Regions from separate parts of the Sus scrofa genome. Here all the other regions are linked to region 1. The links are chromatin contacts, called in public Hi-C and HiChIP or PLAC-seq maps. All regions are on one chromosome and are shown on one strand. Each heading gives the region's core, a stretch centred on a gene start, on an enhancer-like site or on the middle of the called end of the contact. The rest is flanking DNA. Distances are from core to core; before and after follow the strand shown.

Evidence for each region. Hi-C and Micro-C count contacts between places; a contact is called where the count stands out from the background. HiChIP or PLAC-seq counts read pairs in DNA pulled down with a chosen protein or histone mark.
Region 2: a contact with region 1 is called in an H3K27ac HiChIP or PLAC-seq map of skeletal muscle. The contact joins two enhancer-like sites. A contact is called at or near these places in 2 of 47 Hi-C or Micro-C datasets (alveolar macrophages and skeletal muscle) and 2 of 2 datasets of contacts at active chromatin or transcription factors (alveolar macrophages and skeletal muscle).
Region 3: a contact with region 1 is called in an H3K27ac HiChIP or PLAC-seq map of skeletal muscle. The contact joins two enhancer-like sites. A contact is called at or near these places in 2 of 2 datasets of contacts at active chromatin or transcription factors (alveolar macrophages and skeletal muscle).
Region 4: a contact with region 1 is called in a Hi-C map of skeletal muscle, with 14 times the contacts expected there. The contact joins the promoter of DARS here to the enhancer-like site in region 1. A contact is called at or near these places in 3 of 47 Hi-C or Micro-C datasets (fetal skeletal muscle and skeletal muscle) and 2 of 2 datasets of contacts at active chromatin or transcription factors (alveolar macrophages and skeletal muscle).
Region 5: a contact with region 1 is called in an H3K27ac HiChIP or PLAC-seq map of skeletal muscle. The contact joins two enhancer-like sites. A contact is called at or near these places in 2 of 47 Hi-C or Micro-C datasets (retroperitoneal adipose tissue and undifferentiated spermatogonia) and 2 of 2 datasets of contacts at active chromatin or transcription factors (alveolar macrophages and skeletal muscle).
Region 6: an H3K27ac HiChIP or PLAC-seq map of skeletal muscle shows a contact between it and region 1, with 6 times the contacts expected there. The contact joins two enhancer-like sites. A contact is called at or near these places in 4 of 47 Hi-C or Micro-C datasets (fetal skeletal muscle, omental adipose tissue, retroperitoneal adipose tissue and 1 more) and 2 of 2 datasets of contacts at active chromatin or transcription factors (alveolar macrophages and skeletal muscle).

Annotation. Positions count from the first base shown.
Region 1 is chr15:15,442,413-15,445,302 of Sscrofa11.1, reverse strand. The region is part of intron 7 of THSD7B (thrombospondin type-1 domain-containing protein 7B); the gene reads left to right. Among named protein-coding and RNA genes, the nearest start is that of THSD7B, 170 kb to the left of the region's middle. Within about 2 kb of position 1,437, at least 9 of the 83 cell types and tissues checked have an H3K27ac peak or open chromatin away from gene starts, as enhancers often do. A contact at or near this core is called in fetal skeletal muscle, retroperitoneal adipose tissue and skeletal muscle, where this site is marked.
Region 2 is chr15:15,855,598-15,858,487 of Sscrofa11.1, reverse strand. All of the region lies in intron 4 of DARS (aspartate--tRNA ligase, cytoplasmic), which reads right to left. Among named protein-coding and RNA genes, the nearest start is that of DARS, 47 kb to the right of the region's middle. Within about 2 kb of position 1,352, at least 9 of the 83 cell types and tissues checked have an H3K27ac peak or open chromatin away from gene starts, as enhancers often do. A contact at or near this core is called in skeletal muscle, where this site is marked.
Region 3 is chr15:15,834,151-15,837,040 of Sscrofa11.1, reverse strand. The region is part of intron 3 of DARS (aspartate--tRNA ligase, cytoplasmic); the gene reads right to left. Among named protein-coding and RNA genes, the nearest start is that of DARS, 25 kb to the right of the region's middle. Within about 2 kb of position 1,505, at least 2 of the 83 cell types and tissues checked have an H3K27ac peak or open chromatin away from gene starts, as enhancers often do. A contact at or near this core is called in skeletal muscle, where this site is marked.
Region 4 is chr15:15,809,067-15,811,956 of Sscrofa11.1, reverse strand. It overlaps DARS (aspartate--tRNA ligase, cytoplasmic), which reads right to left and starts at 1,460. Exons shown (of 16, transcript XM_003133266.5): 1 at 1,215-1,460. The coding sequence starts at 1,280.
Region 5 is chr15:15,782,875-15,785,764 of Sscrofa11.1, reverse strand. No RefSeq gene overlaps it. Among named protein-coding and RNA genes, the nearest start is that of DARS, 26 kb to the left of the region's middle. Within about 2 kb of position 1,469, at least 16 of the 83 cell types and tissues checked have an H3K27ac peak or open chromatin away from gene starts, as enhancers often do. A contact at or near this core is called in retroperitoneal adipose tissue and skeletal muscle, where this site is marked.
Region 6 is chr15:15,764,107-15,766,996 of Sscrofa11.1, reverse strand. No RefSeq gene overlaps it. Among named protein-coding and RNA genes, the nearest start is that of DARS, 45 kb to the left of the region's middle. Within about 2 kb of position 1,511, at least 54 of the 83 cell types and tissues checked have an H3K27ac peak or open chromatin away from gene starts, as enhancers often do. A contact at or near this core is called in retroperitoneal adipose tissue and skeletal muscle, where this site is marked.

The sequences.
Region 1 (2,890 bases), core at 188-2,687:
CATTTTCTGGGAAGGTAGGATCTGGGGTTTGCTTTGCAAAATCTTAAGCCTTGTAAAGAGAGTGGGTAAGGCAGCTTAGTGCGGTGGCCAGTGCTCCAAGCTTTGGGAGGAGGGCCAAGCTGGCTTCCACATCCCTTATACCACGTGGGAAGTTATTTGATCTCACTGGATATCGTTTTCTCCAGGTGTAAATTTGGGACAGTATAGCCTACTTATGGAGTCATTTTAAGAATCACATGAAAACAGACAGGTATGTAGTAGGCACTCAGTAGACAGAGCTCTCCTAAGTCTTTGATTTCAGAGGGCTGAGCTGGAAGAGGCAACGAGTAATAAACATCTTGACTTGCAGACTTATGTTTCGGCCTCTTTCTCTCCCTTAAGGTTGCTGTGTATTAAAGGGGAGCCCTGGGTGGAGGGCATCCCCGGGGCCATGAGAGCCCTGTTGATTACAGGACCGCAGAGATGCTGGCTTAGAACAGCAGCATCAGATGGCCACACTAGAGAACCAAACACAAGGCTTTACTACTGAACTGCTGCTGTAGATTGGGCTGAAGTGAGCTGTAAAGGGATGCCCTGTGTGCGTGAGAGATGCTTGCTATTTATGGGTTGGCTGGAGGCATTCCTCCCAGAAAACTGGCTGAGTTCAAGTGTGGCAGCGAAGCAACCAGGCAGGAGGTCACTGTGCAGGCATTGAGGGTCCAGGTTTTGGTGCAGATGGGAGAGCAAGAAACAATCAGTGTCTGCAGAAATGGAGCAGGTGGCTGTGGAGGCTAAATTTGGAATTTTTCTTTCTTTTTGATTTTTCTTTATTAAAGTATAGTTACAGCATTCTGTCAATTTCTGCTGTATAGATTTGGAATTTTTCTGAATCCTAGTGTGAAACGCTTTTCACGAATCACAGGCCAATTTTCCTACAGTGTATTCATCTCATTGCGTGGGGGCATTTATAACTGAATGGGTAAGAATCTGAAGGAGGGAAAAATCATCTTGGTAGCCATGCAATGGGTATGTAGGGGAAAGACTTGCAGCTGTGAACTCAGATTTTGTCCTGAGTTAGAATCCAGATCTTCAGCTTCAAGCTGGGTGAATTCGGGCTGGTTACATAACTCATCCCTGAGTTGCATCTTACAGTAAGATGGGGTTCCTAAAAGACCCGTCTCCCAGGGCTGTTGTGAGGATCGACAGGGATAAAGCAGGCAAATGTTTAGCAGAATGCCTGGTTGATTTCGAGTGTTGCATGTTAACTAGTGTTTCAATAAAGAGCTTTTTTCTTGAGGGCCCCTTGTGTGGGTTTTTAGCTATGTGACCTTCAAGAGGTCACCTCTTCTTTCTGGGACCAAATACTTCAGCTATTTTGCAAGCAGAACTGGCCCCAGGGCCATGAAGGTGGGGGCATGTGTCAGATGGCTCTGCTCTGTGGTTCTGGATGTGACAGACAAAGCCATTCGTTAGCAGGCTGGGTTGGAGGTGGGATGCTTAGACCCGTGCATCTGTGAAGGGCAGGGAGGGGGTTCTGAAGCTCATCAGAAGTTTGTTTGGAAAGGAGTGTGTCTTCTGAGAGGAAATGTGGAGGGGATGCGGTGTGGCAGCAAGAAGCAGAGGCGCTGATGAAACTCCGAGGTCGTATTTCTCCAGCTGCCAACTTGGGTCCAGATTTGCAAGTGAGGGTGCATTTGCACCTGTCATGAATGACCTCACTTGACTTTGGGATAAGCTGCTGAGGCAGCCACAGCAACTGGGGCCTGGAAAGCAGCCCTGCTGTTTATATAGGGACCCACTGTCCAAAGATTGCCCATCTTCATTTATAAATCACACATTTATTAAACACTCTATTCCAGGTGCAGGGAGAAGGGTTGTGGAGACTCAAGAGTGAACAAATAGGTACAAGTCTTGCTCTCAAAGACCTTTCAGTCCAGTAGGGAATAAAGACAATTAGTAAGTAATGCTCACATATATGCATCATTGAGATTTTGGCCATGAAGCAAACATTAAATGGTATAAGGCTGTAAAATAGAACAAAATCCAATTTAGATTGGGGATTTGGCAGGAACAAAATGAAAGTTCAGTGAGTTCATATGAGAGACTTGAACTGAAGTGGAGATAATTTTTGTTTTTAAACACAAAGCCCCGTTTCATGGACAGGTATGACCCATGGGAAAGCAGTTGGCCGGCTTCCTGATACTATTGTCCAAATACACACAGTCTGTGCCTCCCTCTGCTTCATTCTCCACCCTCCTCAGTCACTCCCTGCTCACACCCTCATTCTGCTACATACAACCTTCTCAGCTCTCCTGCTCCCCCAGCTCCCTGGCCCTCTAGATGTTTCTCAGGGCGTTCAGAATGCTCTTTCCCCCTTGACTCCCCCTTAGCGACACAGCACCCTGTCCCCTTACTGCTGTGTGGCCTCCACATGTGTTTATTTATTTGTGTGTGCAGTGCATTTGCACAAACGCCAGTGTAGCACCTGCCCTGTAGCCATCTCGATGGGCCATGGAGTCAGCTGGCCCTGTCTGCATGAGCCATCAGGGATCTAAGCCTCCAAACTGCTCATCCTGAGTAAGTTTAAGCTGGCATACACAGAAGTTAAAGGGCCCCCCTGGTCACTGGATGGGAATCTAGGACTTGGATCGTGTCTTATTATTCAGTCTTTGGCATTTATCAGGATGCCTGTTCTAAAGTCAGAATCCAATACGTCTTTTCTTGTAAACGGTTTGTTCTTCCAGTTGGACCGAACATGTGCTCTCCCACGTCCTTTCCTTTACATGCTTCAGGCAGTGGATGTAGCACATGGTCCCCTGGGCCCTTCTGGGTGACCTGATGACCCTATTTGTCAAACGGGTGTCATATTTCAAATGAATATTTATTGAATATTGTATGTCAAGAACTTTGC
Region 2 (2,890 bases), core at 103-2,602, 410 kb before region 1:
ATTCAGATCTTGGAATGATGTCAGCATGATGCTGGCTGAGCTGGCCAAAGGCAATTCCCCATGTAAAACTATTAATTAAAACTCTCAGGTGGTAACTGAAACCACAGAAGTGATCTGAAAAGAGAAGGAAGAAAAATGCCAAAGTGATAACTGGGAGAGAGTGGAATTCCTGGGGCAGTTGGCACAATACAAAGGGCAAATACGTATTAGGAACATCTGTCCTGGACTCCTTGTTTATCTACTATCATAAACCCTAGTTAACTTACATATTAAGTTCTCATGGCTAAAGTCCCTAGCCAAAATCTTGTAAAACTAATAACCAGAATCTAAAGAGTTTAAGACAAAACAAAAACATTTAAGTTTCATAAGAAAAATTCTACTCATTCTAATAAGGAACTGGGTCCTTAGTAGTTGTGGTGTTATTTGACAAGATTCCAGAAATCTAACAGTGCTTATTTTACAGAGAAGAACACCACAATCCATTTCAATGAACATGTGGGTTTGGAAAAGGATCAATATGAGGATAATAGGAAAAAGTGGTGAAGAAAGAAACATTTTCATTTCCCTTTGCTACACTGCCCAGAATTCTATAATGTCTGTTACCAACTGCCTTAAAATGAAAGATATCAATAGTGAACACATCTCTTGCACTCTCATAAATCTCGTGTACTAGAACTATCACCTAGTATCTGGCAAGAAATCTTGTGTACTGAAGAAACTCAGAATTTATTATGGTTAAGAGGTAGCTGGTAGGGCATTCCCGTCATGGCTCCGTGGAAACGAATCTGACCGGCATCCATGAGGATGCAGGTTTGATCCTGGCTTTGCTCAGTGGGGTAAGGATCCGACATGGCTGTGAGCTGTGGTGTAGGCCAGCAGCTGCAGCTCCCATTCGACCTCTATCCTGGGAACCTCCATATGCTATGGGTGTGGCCCTAAAAAGACAAAAGACAAAAGACAAAAAAAAAAAAAAAAAAAAAAGGTAGTTGGTGAACTGAGATAAAGCTCCTAAGACCTGAAGGGATCAAGAAGCTTCAGTTTATTGTTAAAAGGGCTTTCTAATACTGGCAATCTAAAGTTGTTGAATCTTTCTTCACTGTGACTGCCACCCACCACTGTTATATCTGTTTGTATGGTAAACTTGATACCTGAGTATATAATTTATGCCTTGTGAGAATTCTGTTGCGTATCTCACATGTTTCCATGAGGAAGATTTGATATATGTGATCAGTGTATTGCTTCAAGGAGCAACCTGACCTGCCCCAACTAGAGCTCCCCCCTATGACTGTCCATCTCCGTCCCTGGCCCATTTGGTTCTCTTACCTCACTACCCTGGACTCCCTAGTGGGAGGCCTTACATTATTAGAGAGTTTTCTTCAAGCAAACTCAAGTTAAACATATCTACTTTCAATGACTAAACAAGTATCCTGCCAGAAAGAAGCTGGAATGTGGCCAAATACACTCTGCCGGAGGCTAGCCAAAAGTCTAATCAAAGAAAACAGTATTTTTTTCTTCTTTCTCTTTCTCAAAAGTAATCAGATGACTCTTTTTTTATCCAGCACCTGAACCCTGGAACTAAGTCTATCTTTAGTATATTAATTCAGCAATATTATGTGTTAAAATACTTGATCGGTTAGACTAGAAAACAACCACTGATTTTAATACTTTCCAGTACTAAACAACTCACAAAAGGAACTTGAAAGTCTGATCTATTTCTTAAACTAGGCGCGAAGCTAAACTTGTGCTATCACAAATTGGTCTACTGAATAAATCAGAAAGAAGATAGGATTAACTAGATACATAAGATTCTTATAATTAATATTACCTTGGCCAGGTGCCCATGGCATGTGGAAGTTCCTGGGCCAGGGATCAAACCCATGCCACAGCACTTATAATTAATTTTTTTTCAGTATTTCCCTTATTATTTCTAGTAGCTATATGCTAGTAACAGAATAGCAGACTTAGATGTTAGTAAAACCATTCCGTAATTTTTTAAATCTTAGATAATTTAGTTCTAAAATGTCTATCTCTATTATATCTGTAGATATATATACCTATTGTGGACATGAATGACTTCAGAAGAAAAAACATTAAAACAACTTAAAAAGGTCAACTTTGTGAAAACAGGGTCAGACTAGAACTTGCTAGTTAAAACTAGTAAAAGGTTACATGAGAGTTTTACATGTATGTGTGTGTGTATAGTTTGAGTCAACACAAGAGGGACAGGAATACTTGAATAAGCTAACTGCTAATAGAAGGCTAAAATTCCACTTTGTAAGAGTTCCCATCATGGCACAGCAGAAACAAATCCCACTAGGAACCATGAGGTTGCAAGTTTGATCCCTGGCCTCGCTCAGTGGGTTGAGGATCTGGTGTTGCCCTGAGCTGTGGTCTAGGTCACAGAGGCAGCTTGGATCCGGCAGCTGTAGCTCTGATTAGACCCCTAGCCTGGAAACCTCCATATGCCACAGGTGCGGCCCTAAAAAGCAAATAAATAAATAAAAATAAGTAAATAAATAAAATTCCACGTTGCAGAAAAAGTTTATTTAACATTGATTTTAACTAATACTGTATGTGTAAGACGGTTTAACACTTTACAGTACTTTACAGTACACTTGACTGCTGCCATAAAGAGGCCCTATTAAAAGTTTGTTTTACATTTGGGAACTAACATGCCAGTATGCTGCATTTTGAAAGGCAGTAATGTCTAACAGGCAACAAAATGTTTTCAACTTTTATGGAGGATATAGCAGAAAAAAAAATCCATGATGAAAAACAGAGGAAATCCTGGGAACTACCTTATTGTAGGAGAAATGGGCGAAGTAAATTAAATATATCTTTTCAAGAGCAAAGTCAGCTATTTTTATTATTACCAACACTTCCCAAACAC
Region 3 (2,890 bases), core at 256-2,755, 390 kb before region 1:
AACAAACAAACAAAAGAAAATATTTACATAAAGAAAAAAAGCATATGGCTATAAAAAAAAAATCTATTACATTAGCTTCCGAAAAGCTTAATTTGCTGCTTTAAGTAGCTGTATACTTCAAAGGAGTATAGTTTAATCAATATTACATAATTTCCTTTTCAAAAAAATAAAATAAAAAAATAAAAACGGTAAGCACAGGAAAGTGTCTTTAGGACAGCACTAAGGGGTAACATTTAATCTAAGGTAAAAAGTAAAAGTGGGTTTTTAATCAAGACACAGGATCATATCCTTACTATCTCTTCCTATGAAGGGGTCTACAGGAAAATTATTAAACCACTTTATGCCTCAGTTCTTCATCTGCAAAATGGAAAAATTACAAGTATATTACTCATGGGGTTTTCTTGAGTCTTCATGTAAAATCTTAAGGATTATGTGAGCAATATGTTTAGAGTTGTGACAATCTCCCAATTAATGTTAGCTCTGAATTAATGTTAATTATTATTACTATTAACAGCACTGCTGCCACTGCCTACTTATTTGAGGACTGATTACCATTTCTACTTCTCAGCTGGATCACTATGTCCAAAAACTATGGTGGGTGCTGGGAACACTAAGTAAATATTTGTTAGACACTCATGAGAGATGATTATGTGAAAAAAGTGATCCAACCAAATAGAGTACAATCATAATTTTGTTTGTATAAGAAGTATATAAAAATTGACTGTGTAAGAAAAAACCACTAGAATGTGATATTGATTGTAGAGGAAGAAAAAACATCAAAATGTGGCTACTAATGGACAGTGAAATTAAAGAGAATTATTCTGTTCTTCATGTATATTTTCTTATTTTCGTTTGTTCTTTCTTTCTTTCGTTCGCTTTTTAGGGCCACATCTTTGGCATATGGATATTCCCAGGCTAGGGGTCAAATCAGAGCTGTAGCTGCTGGCTACACAAGAGCCACAGCAATGCCAGATTGAAGCTGAGTCTGTGACCTACATAATGGCTGTCAACAATCTGGGATCCTTAACCCATCAAGTGAGGCAAGGGATCAAACCTGATCCTCATGGACACCAGCTGAGTTCATTACTGCTGAGCCACAATGAGAACTCCTCTTCTCCGTATTTCCTGAGCTTTCTATAAGCATGTATTACTTTTTTTTTTTAGGGCCACACTGGAGGCATATGGAAGTTCATAGGCTAGAGGTCAAATCAGAACCGTAGTTGCCAGCCTATGCCACAACATAGGATCCGAGCCGAGTCTGCAACCTACAACACAGCTCACAGCAACACCAGACCCTTAAACCCACTGAGTAAGGCCAGAGATCAAACCTGAGTCCTCATGAATGCTAGTCAGATTTGTTTCTGCTGAGCCATGACAGGAACTCCTACTTTTTTAATCAGAAAAAAAAATTTTTTTTCAGAGACAATACAATCAGAGAGATAGGTACAGAAGAACGGTAAGGACTGAAAGAAAATCATGGCCATGCTCCAGATTCAACACAAGCAGTAAGTAAGACTGGGAAGTTCAAGAGGCTAAACATAGAAGCAAACATATTCCTAACATCTGACATGCCTGCTAGGGAAAAGAAATCATGAAATCAATAGCTATGGGTGAAGTGAAGAATGTTCAATGTTCTCTTTTAATGTTTAATGTGTTTGTTTATATAGTTCTAAAATTTTAATTTTTTAATTTTTAAAAAAGCCAACAGAGGGGAGGAGAGGGGTAAAGAGTCAAGCCCAATACCATCAGCATATTATAAACCTACGGTAAGTAAAAATGTACAAGGAGTTCCCATTGTGGCTCAGTAGGTTAAGAACCCAACCAGTATCCATGAGGATATAAGTTTGATCCCTGGACTCATTCAGTGGGTTAAAGGATCCCACATTGCCCCAAGCTGCTGCGTAGGTCACAGATGTGCTCAGATCTGGCATTGCCATGGTTGTGGTGTAGGCCAGCAGCTATGGCTCTAATTTGATCCCTAGCCTGGAAACCTTCATGTGCTGCCAGTGCAGCCCTAAAGAGACCCAAAAAAACCCCAAAAAACAAAAAAAAACAAAACCCCAAGAGAATCAAGAGAATCAGCCAGATATATGTATGAAGCATAAGAAAGAACTGACAAGACTCTAATAAAAGAGATTCTAATTTTAGATGGAATTCAGGAGATAAACTAAAAAACTTAGTAAAAAATGGAACTGAACATTAAACTAAACAATAGAAAAGGGAGGTCTAAGTTAAAAAATCAGAACATCTATATACAAAAAAACCACTGGGAAAAGTATCTGCATAATCTATGAGTTAATACCTTTAATACATAAAGACCTTAAAGATTTATGAATAAAGAACACAGTAAGCCCAATATATATATATATAGGTAATAGACCACAACAAATAATTTGAAAACAAAACAAAACAAAAAAACCCCGTAATAAATAAATATAAGGAGAAAAATGTTATGGGGAATGAAAGTAATGCAGGTTGAAGCAAACAATGACACACTATACTTCTCATATTAGCAAAAATTTTAAAATACACAGTATTATCCAATGCTTGGGAGAATTAAGTGAAACGTGTTCGTTTCCACTGTGGCGCACTGGAAGTGAATCTGACTAGTATCCATAGGGAGGCTGAATCCCTGGCCTTGCTCAGTGGTTTAAGGATTTGGTGTTGCCATGAGCTGTGGTATAGGCCACAGACAGGGCTTGGATCCTGCATTGCCGTGGCTGTGGTGTAGGCTGGCAGCTGCAGTTCCAATCTGACCCCTAGCCTGGGAAGTACAATGTCTGGAAGTACAATTCCATATGCCTCTGGTGTGGTCCTAAAAAAACAAAAAAAAGAGAAATACACTTCTTAGACTATATATTAAGGAAATGAAATATTGAAAGATGAGTGA
Region 4 (2,890 bases), core at 211-2,710, 370 kb before region 1:
ATAACTCTGTCACAATGGCTACCTCATAACTAGACTTACACTATCTGCAAAAGTGCACTGCTAGTTTATATAGACAATCAGGTCCAGAATACACAAAAGTAGATTCCTTAAATTTTAGAAGGTAACTTAAGATGTGGATGAAACAGTTTCTGCCACTATAGCTGTCTGCTGGAATTCTCATCTTCATTAGACCTGAAGGATGTAAGATTTTGTGTTTATACTAAAACAAACCAAACAATGTATTAAGGTGCTTACTAAAGTTTTTTTGTTTGTTTTTGGCAAATAACAAAAAATACACCTTAAAGATATTCAGTCCTAATAAAAAGATAGTCATACAATGTAGCAAGACCGCAGCATAAATAAGTTACAGCATGTGAAAAGAAAATAAGAGGTCACTTATTAATACCGTTCATACTTCAGCAAACCTTATTCCATCTAACAGTCTTAAGATAACCTATTCCTTAGGTAGTTTACGATAAATTCATATTTCCTCAACAGAAAAATTAGGAGCCAGATAGGGATCTCGGTTTTACCAACAGCACGCATTAACTTGTAGGTTTCAAAACTTTCATTTCCAGATAGCACTGAAGGACCACAGATGATTTTGGGGGCACTTCATCTCAAATGCATTCTCTGCAAACTTCCCTACCTATTTCATGGGTTACTTAAGAGAAAAAAAGGAAATTTTAAAAATGACAAGTGTTCTCTAAGGCTGTCGCATGGAAAACGGCCATTAAACATTTTGGCAGATCGTTTTACTAAGTACTGTCATAACTTGAAACACATTAGGAACACACGAGCTGTGCGAAAATCGATTATCAGTGGACATTAAAATTTTCCGGGGAAAGAGACGGATTACGTGAAGGACGTGCCTAACCCAGGGAGGTTTAAGTGACCTCGCCGCTCCTACTTCCGGGGCACTTGGTACTTTAAGTCCACCCCAGCCCAGCGACACGCTTCTCCTAGGCCAGGCCTCCTAGGCGCCGCAGTGAGAAATGCGATCCGTAGTGCCTCTGGCCACGTTGCTCAGACAAGGACCTTGGAGGCCCGGTGAGCGTTCTAAGAGCGCGAACCTCAGGCATGCGGCCTGTAGTCAAAGTGCCGATAGGGATCCAGAAGTCAAAGCCCCGCTATCCCTACTCCCTCCCTCCGCGCGGTCCCGCCCGGGGCGGGGGGGGGGTCCTGCGCTCCCAGGCCCGGGAAAGAAAACCCACTTCCGCCGCGTCCATGATGTCCCGCGGCTTCTCCTGACTCTTGCGGCTGGCGCTGGCGCTGGGCATCTGGACAAATGGACAACTGGACAGGGAAGCGATCACCACCCTCCCTCGCAGGCTTCCGTAGGGCAGGCCAAAGGGGCTTCTCCCTCCCGCAGTCTCCGCCCTCCCTGCACTCCAGTCACAGCACACACGTTCGTACTCCGCGTGGAGGGTCGGCTGCGGAAAGATCGCGAGAACTGCAACTCTCTCGAGATCTTGGAGCGCTGGGAGGCTGATAGCGCGCTCCAGTGTCGTCTTCTTGCCCCGCCCTTATGGGTGTTGGGAATCCCCGGGAATTCGTTATAGTCTCGCGGGAATGATTCTTGAGTAGAGGAGTCTCAAAGCCTTAGTTGGCACAAACTTGAGTCTTTTCGCTTTTCAGGCCTATCCCAACTACAGCCTTTACTGTGTCGTCTTTTCTGCCCTACTTACTCTTCTTGGCTTTAACTGCAGACTGTTCACCAAAACATCCACCCAACTCGAGATACGACTTTTCCTCTCATGGACTTATCCGCCTCCAACACTGTCCAGCGGGAGTATAGGTGCCTGGACTCATGGGAGACCTCTTCTCAAAAAGCTGCTCTGTGTACTGGGTTATAGGCAGTTGGCTTGCTAAGGTAGGATTGGGTACTGGTACCCAAGTTAAAAGTGAAACTGGAGTTCCCATCGTGGCCCAGTGGTTAACGAATCTGACTAGGAACCATGAGGTTGCAGGTTCGATCCCTGTCCTTGCTCATTGGGTTAAGGATCCGGCATTGCCGTGAGCTGTGGTGTAGGTCACAGACGCGGCTCGGATCCTGCGTTGCTGTGGCTCTGGCGTAGGCCGGTGGCTGCAGCTCCAATTTGACCCCTAACCTGGGAACCTCCATGTGCGGTGGGAGCGGCCCAAGAAATGGCAAAAAGACAAAAAAAAAAAAAAAAAAAAAGTGAAGCTTAAGCACAATGGCAAAAATCCTACATAACTGCCTGATTGCCTGGACCTGTTGCATCGTTAGAGGCAATGCATAGTGTTGCTTGTCCAATGAATGAATCTCTATATAGTTCGGCTTTTTTTTTTAATTGTCATTCATAAGCCGCTTATTGCAATTGAAAGTAATTTGGGGGCGTAGTTAAATGCCGTCTCCTCTGCTAGCCGTCTTTGCACTCCGTCAAGTTTTAACTACCTTACTAGTCTTAGCCTGTGACAAAGTGGCAGAGTTTTACTTGTTCAGGAGTGCAGATAGACCCCAATGCAAATGAAAGGGCTCTAGAGGCTACCACGTTCAGATCCCGGGGTACAATAGTGAGGAGACACATAGTCCCTGCCCTCAGCTTACCTTCTCATTGCAGGTATGAAGTAGAGGTACCAAGTACTATGCAAGTTTTTTTGAGGGCATTTACCTCAGACTTCGCTGAGGAAGTGATACTTCAGCTAAATTCTAGAAGAGTCAGCCAGGTGAAATGGGGCCTAAAGAATATTCAAGGCAGAGCGGGTTAGGAAGAGAAAGATCATGGCTCAATTACATTCAAGGGGAGAATGTCCAGGTAACCTTTGCCTTTCTGAGGTCTGGGCTACAGATGTATGTTTCACATACACTAACTCATTTAATTCTTATACCAGAGAGGTAATATTGTAATCTTTTTGCATATGGGGA
Region 5 (2,890 bases), core at 220-2,719, 340 kb before region 1:
TGGTCCCTAGTGTTATCCTAGCATAAGCCATAGGTTTTAGAATGATTTCTCTCTCTTTGTTTGCAAAATATTAAAACATTTATCTCTAAAGAGTAGTGGTAAGATCATGCATGGCAGGTAGTCTCCAAAGATGGTCCCCAGTGAGCCCTGCCTCCTAGTATTTGTGCCCTTTTATTATCTACCTCCCATGTATCTAGGCTGGTCCTGTGTAGCTAATAAAATGTAGCAGAAGTAGGGGCATAGAAAGCCTCACAATGTCCACCTGAAACACTTGTTCTAGGGGAAGCCAGCTGCCATATAAGAGATCTGACTCCCTGGAACCTCCAGGTTTTCTTTCTTTCTTTCTTTTTTTTTTTTTTTTGCTTTTTTTGCTTTTTAGGGCTGCACCCGAAGCATATGGAGGTTCCCAGCCTAGGGGTCAAATCAGAGCTACAGCTGCCATCTATGCCACAGCCACAGCAACGTGGGATCCGAGCCACATCTGTGACCTACACCACAGCTCCCGGCAACGACAGATCCTTAACCTACTGAGTGAGGCCAGGGATGGAACCCGTAACCTCATGGTTCCTAGTCAGATTTGTTTCTGCTGCATCCACAACAGGAACTCTCCTGGAACTCCCAGGTTGTGAGAAGCCTAACCTATCTTCTTGGAGAGAAAGAGATGTCTGATAAGCCCCCAGTTCCCCCAGCCATTCCAGCTCAGGAACCAGGCACATGAGAAAAGAATATTCCTTAGATGTCCAGCCCCAGCCACCATCTAGCACCAAACAGCCCAAGTAAGAACTACCTAGAGGAGCCAAGCGTTGTTCCTGCTCAGGGAATCATGACAGATAGTAATAAATTGTTCTTTGAAGCCACTCAGTTTTGTGGTTTGTTAGGCAATGATGGTAAACTAGAACACCAGGGCCTTTTTTTTTTTTTTTTTTAAAGAAAATCTAGTATTTATAAATACAGCTTTTAAAGTTTTTTTTTTGTGTGTTGTCGTTGTCATTATTTTTCCTTTATAGAGTACTCTCTGTAATATAGATTTCTAGCTCAGTCCTTTAATGAGGTCTATGACCTTGAGCAAGTCTCTTTATAATAATGTCACTGAACTTCATGAGCCTCAGTTCTAAAATGAAAGGTTGGACTAGTTAATCACCAAATTGTATCAGTCCCTTCAAACCGTCAGAGAAAAATTGAAATTCATCTGACAAGTTTTTAACTTGCACTAAAATTTTACAGGCGCAGGAATTTTTAGTGAAGCAGTGAATGCCAGGGAAGTGCTGAGTCAGCATAATACTGTCTGTTAACAGGGGAAAAAAAAGAATCAGGAGCTGCTATAAATCTGATCCTTTGGCTTCTTCTCCCTGAAGCAAAATTCAAAGAGATGATTATCTGTAACAAAAGACAGGATTCTTATTCCCCGCCCCAAATCTGTTGCTCAAGTCTGTGAGTGACTTCAGGACATTTGGCAGAATATTCAGTGTTGCATAGTTGAATCAGTCTCCGGAAGATCCCTGCACACAAATGCTAAGTTTAGGGCCAGTGAAGGGAGTGATTCCTAGAGGAAATAAACTCCCGCCTGAGAACAACAGCTGAAGTAAAATCCCATAAGCCAGGAAAACAGCCACACAATCACAGTAACAGGTGGTCGGTTTCAAAACAAATTTCAAGGTCTGACACTTGCGGCACCTGCTCTAGAACCACAGACGGCGGTGTAACTCTGTCTGGGTCCGAGTTAGGTCATCCCTGCCATGCTCGGAGGAATATTAACTACCTTTATTAGTTGAGCTAAGTCATGGTAGGTTAGGTGACTGTGGTAGTAACCCTTCTGTTCCCTGTCAGAATGGAAGAGGAAATGAGAGAATTTGGGATCCAGAAAGGAACACGGAGATTAACTAATTCTTTTTTTTTTTTTTTTGTCTTTTTGCTTTTTCTAGGGCTGCACCTGAGGCATATGGAGGTTCCCAGACTACGGGTCTAATGGGAGCTGCTGCTGCCGGCCTATGCCACAGCCACAGCAACATGGAATCCAAGCCACGTCTGCGACCTACACCACAGCTCAGAGCAACGCCAGGTGCTTAACCTGCTGAGCAAGGCCAGGGATCAAACTCACAACCTTTTTGTTCCCAGTTGGATTCATTTCCGCTGTGCCACGAAGGGAACTCCACCATTGCTACTCTTATGGTTAATTCTTCTTGGTAAGGGACAATATCTTAAGACATTTCTGTATCTCCTGCAGCTCCTTGCATAGGGTCAATGCTGACCATTACTTAACTTCAACGGAATTATGTTCAGGCAGCTTTGTGAAAGTCTATTGAGGAGCACCTGTATCAGAGCACCCGAGGCCTTGTTCAGTGTGAAGATTTCTGGACCTCCTATCCTGAGAAATGCTGACTCAGTAGGTTCAGGGTGGGGTCCAGGAAGCTACAACATTAGCAAGTGCCCCTGGTGATTTTAAAGCAGGCAGCAGAGGGATTGCTCTTGGAGAAGTCTACTCATGGGTCTGCATTACCAACCTTACTTTATGTTTGACCTTTAATCACTGTTAAACCAGCAACCCAAATCTGCCTGTCCCTTTGATGGATCCCAGATAAAGGTGTGTCAAAGAAGTCACTTGTTACGGTGGGGTGTGCCAGTCACCGCATCTCCCCTCACCACAACATATATTGCCAGTCACCACTTCTGCTGTTGCCACTCACCCCTAAGTTTCCCTTTGTCACTTCCCCTTGCCACCAACTGCCACTATTCCTCTGGTGCCTCACCCTCTGAGGCTGAGTCAGATCCACTGTGGAGCTCTTGAGGAAGCATGTGGGGAAGCACATTTTGGAAGACAGGCTGAGGGCCTTCTCATTGTACATTCACAATCCTATGTCTGGGAGCAAAGGAACACTTCTGATTCTGGCTT
Region 6 (2,890 bases), core at 262-2,761, 320 kb before region 1:
TCAGTGGTGGTGTTTTGTGGGCTCATACCCATGGAGGCTACCAGCCAGGGTCCATGCTCATTGCTAGGTTGTTCAGAGGGCTCAATGCTTGTGCCACCTCAGCTGACAAATAGTTGTACATCACCCCCCTGCTTGATTACTTATGGTAGCTGGAGTTCAACATCAGGAAACTGAAAAAGTCAAAATACATTAAAAAATATACAGTTTTTGCTCTCTCTCTTCCACATTAAATAAAATGTGGAATTTTATTTAATAATGAATTCTGCATTAAAAATAAGTTGTAGCTGTGTAGTTAAATCCCTCTCAAGACAGACCAAACTTATTTCATCATGGCTGTGTTTTAGCAGACTATTATTGAGAAGGGAGTGGGAATATAGAAACACAAAGATGGTAAGAGGCTTCAGGTGCAAGGTATACCTGGATTCCCACACTGTTAGAAGCCAGTGTGCTGAGATTTCCCCTGGCAGAAGAAAGCACTGTGGGGGTAGCCCACACCTGGGAACCCCAGCTGAACAGCAGGCATTTCACCTAATAGGATTTTTAAAAAAGGCAGAAAGGTTAGTGTTACCTTCGTGAACTTCTCCCTCAGCAAATCAGCAAATAAGAACTGGTATCAAATAGCTAATATGATACACTTTGTCCATGTTACACTGTTGAAGAAAAATACTTTCAGGTCTTACAATGTTTTTCCTTGGGAGGAGACCCCCCCTCCAGCTTTTATGTGCAAGTGCTTCTAAGCATGACTTAAAAATTCTCTTCCCAATTCAATACCAAACTTTCCCAAATCCAAACACGATGCTGAACAGTGGATCAAGGTATAGAGGTGGTGAGTTAAATGTAACTCTTCAGACTGGAGGACATGGGAGCACTGGCAAATCCCAGCGACTCAGGCTGACTTCGGCCCCTGAAGTTTGGGGCGTTTGGCAGACACGGAAGAAAATCTCCCTTCATCTCCTAAGTTATTTGAATGCCATGGCAACAGCAGCCTCAAAAACTTGAGAGAGAGAGAGAGGATGGGGGAGTGGAGGATGGTTGAGAAAGAGATAAGAAAAGATGACCAAGTAGGCCTGGGATTTTTTTAGATGGGCGCTAAACGTGGGAGAGAAGGAAGCAAGTGGGGAGGAATGCCCAAGACCGCCGCTGGAGTGATCTCACACCAGCCAAAAGGCAAACGAGAGCCTGGCAGCCAGCTGAAAGGAACAAAGGCGGTCGGTGGGCGGATGTGGTGAAGGGAGGGAGGGAGAGGACTCGCCCACGCTTGCGAAGCGCTTCAGCCTGCCTGTCACAGACTCTGAGTTCTGGCACCGAGAGGGCACGCATCGCAGTCACAAAGACTCTGGCCCGAAGAACGGCCTGGCGCGTAATTTAATGCAGCCCCCGTGACTATACTGGAGTTGTAGCCTTTTGTGTTAGCTACAACAATGGAGAGGGAGAAATCAGGCCACAGGCTCAAGGCGCAGACGGGCTGGTGCGGATGTGTCTCGGCCCTGGCGGCATCGTGTGCTGCCTCTCAGGCCGTTGCCCGGCAACCGGACGCCGCCCGCCTGTGCCTGTGGAGCCCATTGAAAGCCGAGGTAGTGGGTGAAAGGGAGAGCCGCGGTGTTCACAGGCCAGGCTGGGAGAAGAGGAAACAAAGGATAGGGAGCTGGGTCGGGGATTGCATGTGGCCAGGGGAAGGCCTCACACTGTACACAGAGGAACACTGGGAGCCTCCTTTCTGAAGGGTCCAAGTTGGTATCCTGCCTTGGTCCGCCGCACGTGGACTGCTTGAACAAATATAGCTTTTCCTCCATCTTCAAGTTCACAGCATTCCTAGCCCAGATGTTGCATTAAATTGTCTGCCTATTGTGTAAAACATGTAAACAATCCCAAACAAACAACAAAACAAACCCTGTTCAAATGGCCAGCTGAAATTCATTTGTTAGCTGAAATATTTTCCAAAGTAGGATCGTGCACCTGGTGGTTAAACAGACTCTCACTATACAAAAAGTGTTTGCTAAATGCAATATGGTATCCTGGATTGCATCGTGAAACATTAGTGGAAAAACTAGTGATGAATAGTCTGTGGTTTATTTAACAGTAATGTAGCAATGTTAATTTCTTAGGTTTGACTAGGAGTCAGCAAACTTTTCTATAGGAGACTAGAAAGTAAAACTTTGGGCTTTGTGGGTTCTATGGTCTCTTGGTGCAACCATTCAACTCCACCATAATAGTGGTAAGGGTCTATAGACAATATGTACAATAATGGGTGTGGCTATATTCCAATAAAAATTTTTAAGGATACTGAATTTTGAATTTCATATGCTTTTCATGTGTCATGAAATATTATTCTTTTGATTTTTTTCAACCATTTAAAAATATAAAAACTCTTCTTTGCTTGCAGCCTCTACAAAAACAGGCAGCAGGCTGAATTTGGCCAGCAGGCTGCTATGTTTGTCATCATTGGTTTAGACAAATGGACCAAGATTATGAAAGATGTTAACATTACAAAAAATTGATGAAGGATATATGAGAACTCTCTGTACTTTCTTTTCAACTTTTTTTTGTAAACCTAAGATTATCCCAAAATAAATAAATTCGTTTAAACTTATTTAAATGGCACACTTTTTAGAGGGAGTGTTTGAAAAGGGCTTTGTTAAGGGGAGTGGGAAAATCAGAGTTGTGTGTGTATGTGTAAGAGACATAAAAGAATATTTTTCTAGTATTCATTGACATACAGTACTAAAACTTCCCCAAATGAAACTCCTTGCTACACCACCATATTGGTAATCAAGCCATTAATATCAAACAGCCTGAAAACAAAATAGCATTCTGTAGCACAGAACTCTTTCACCCTGAGGGCTGGGTGAAGAATATTTTCAGCTCCCATTGAATTAGGATGGGAGACACC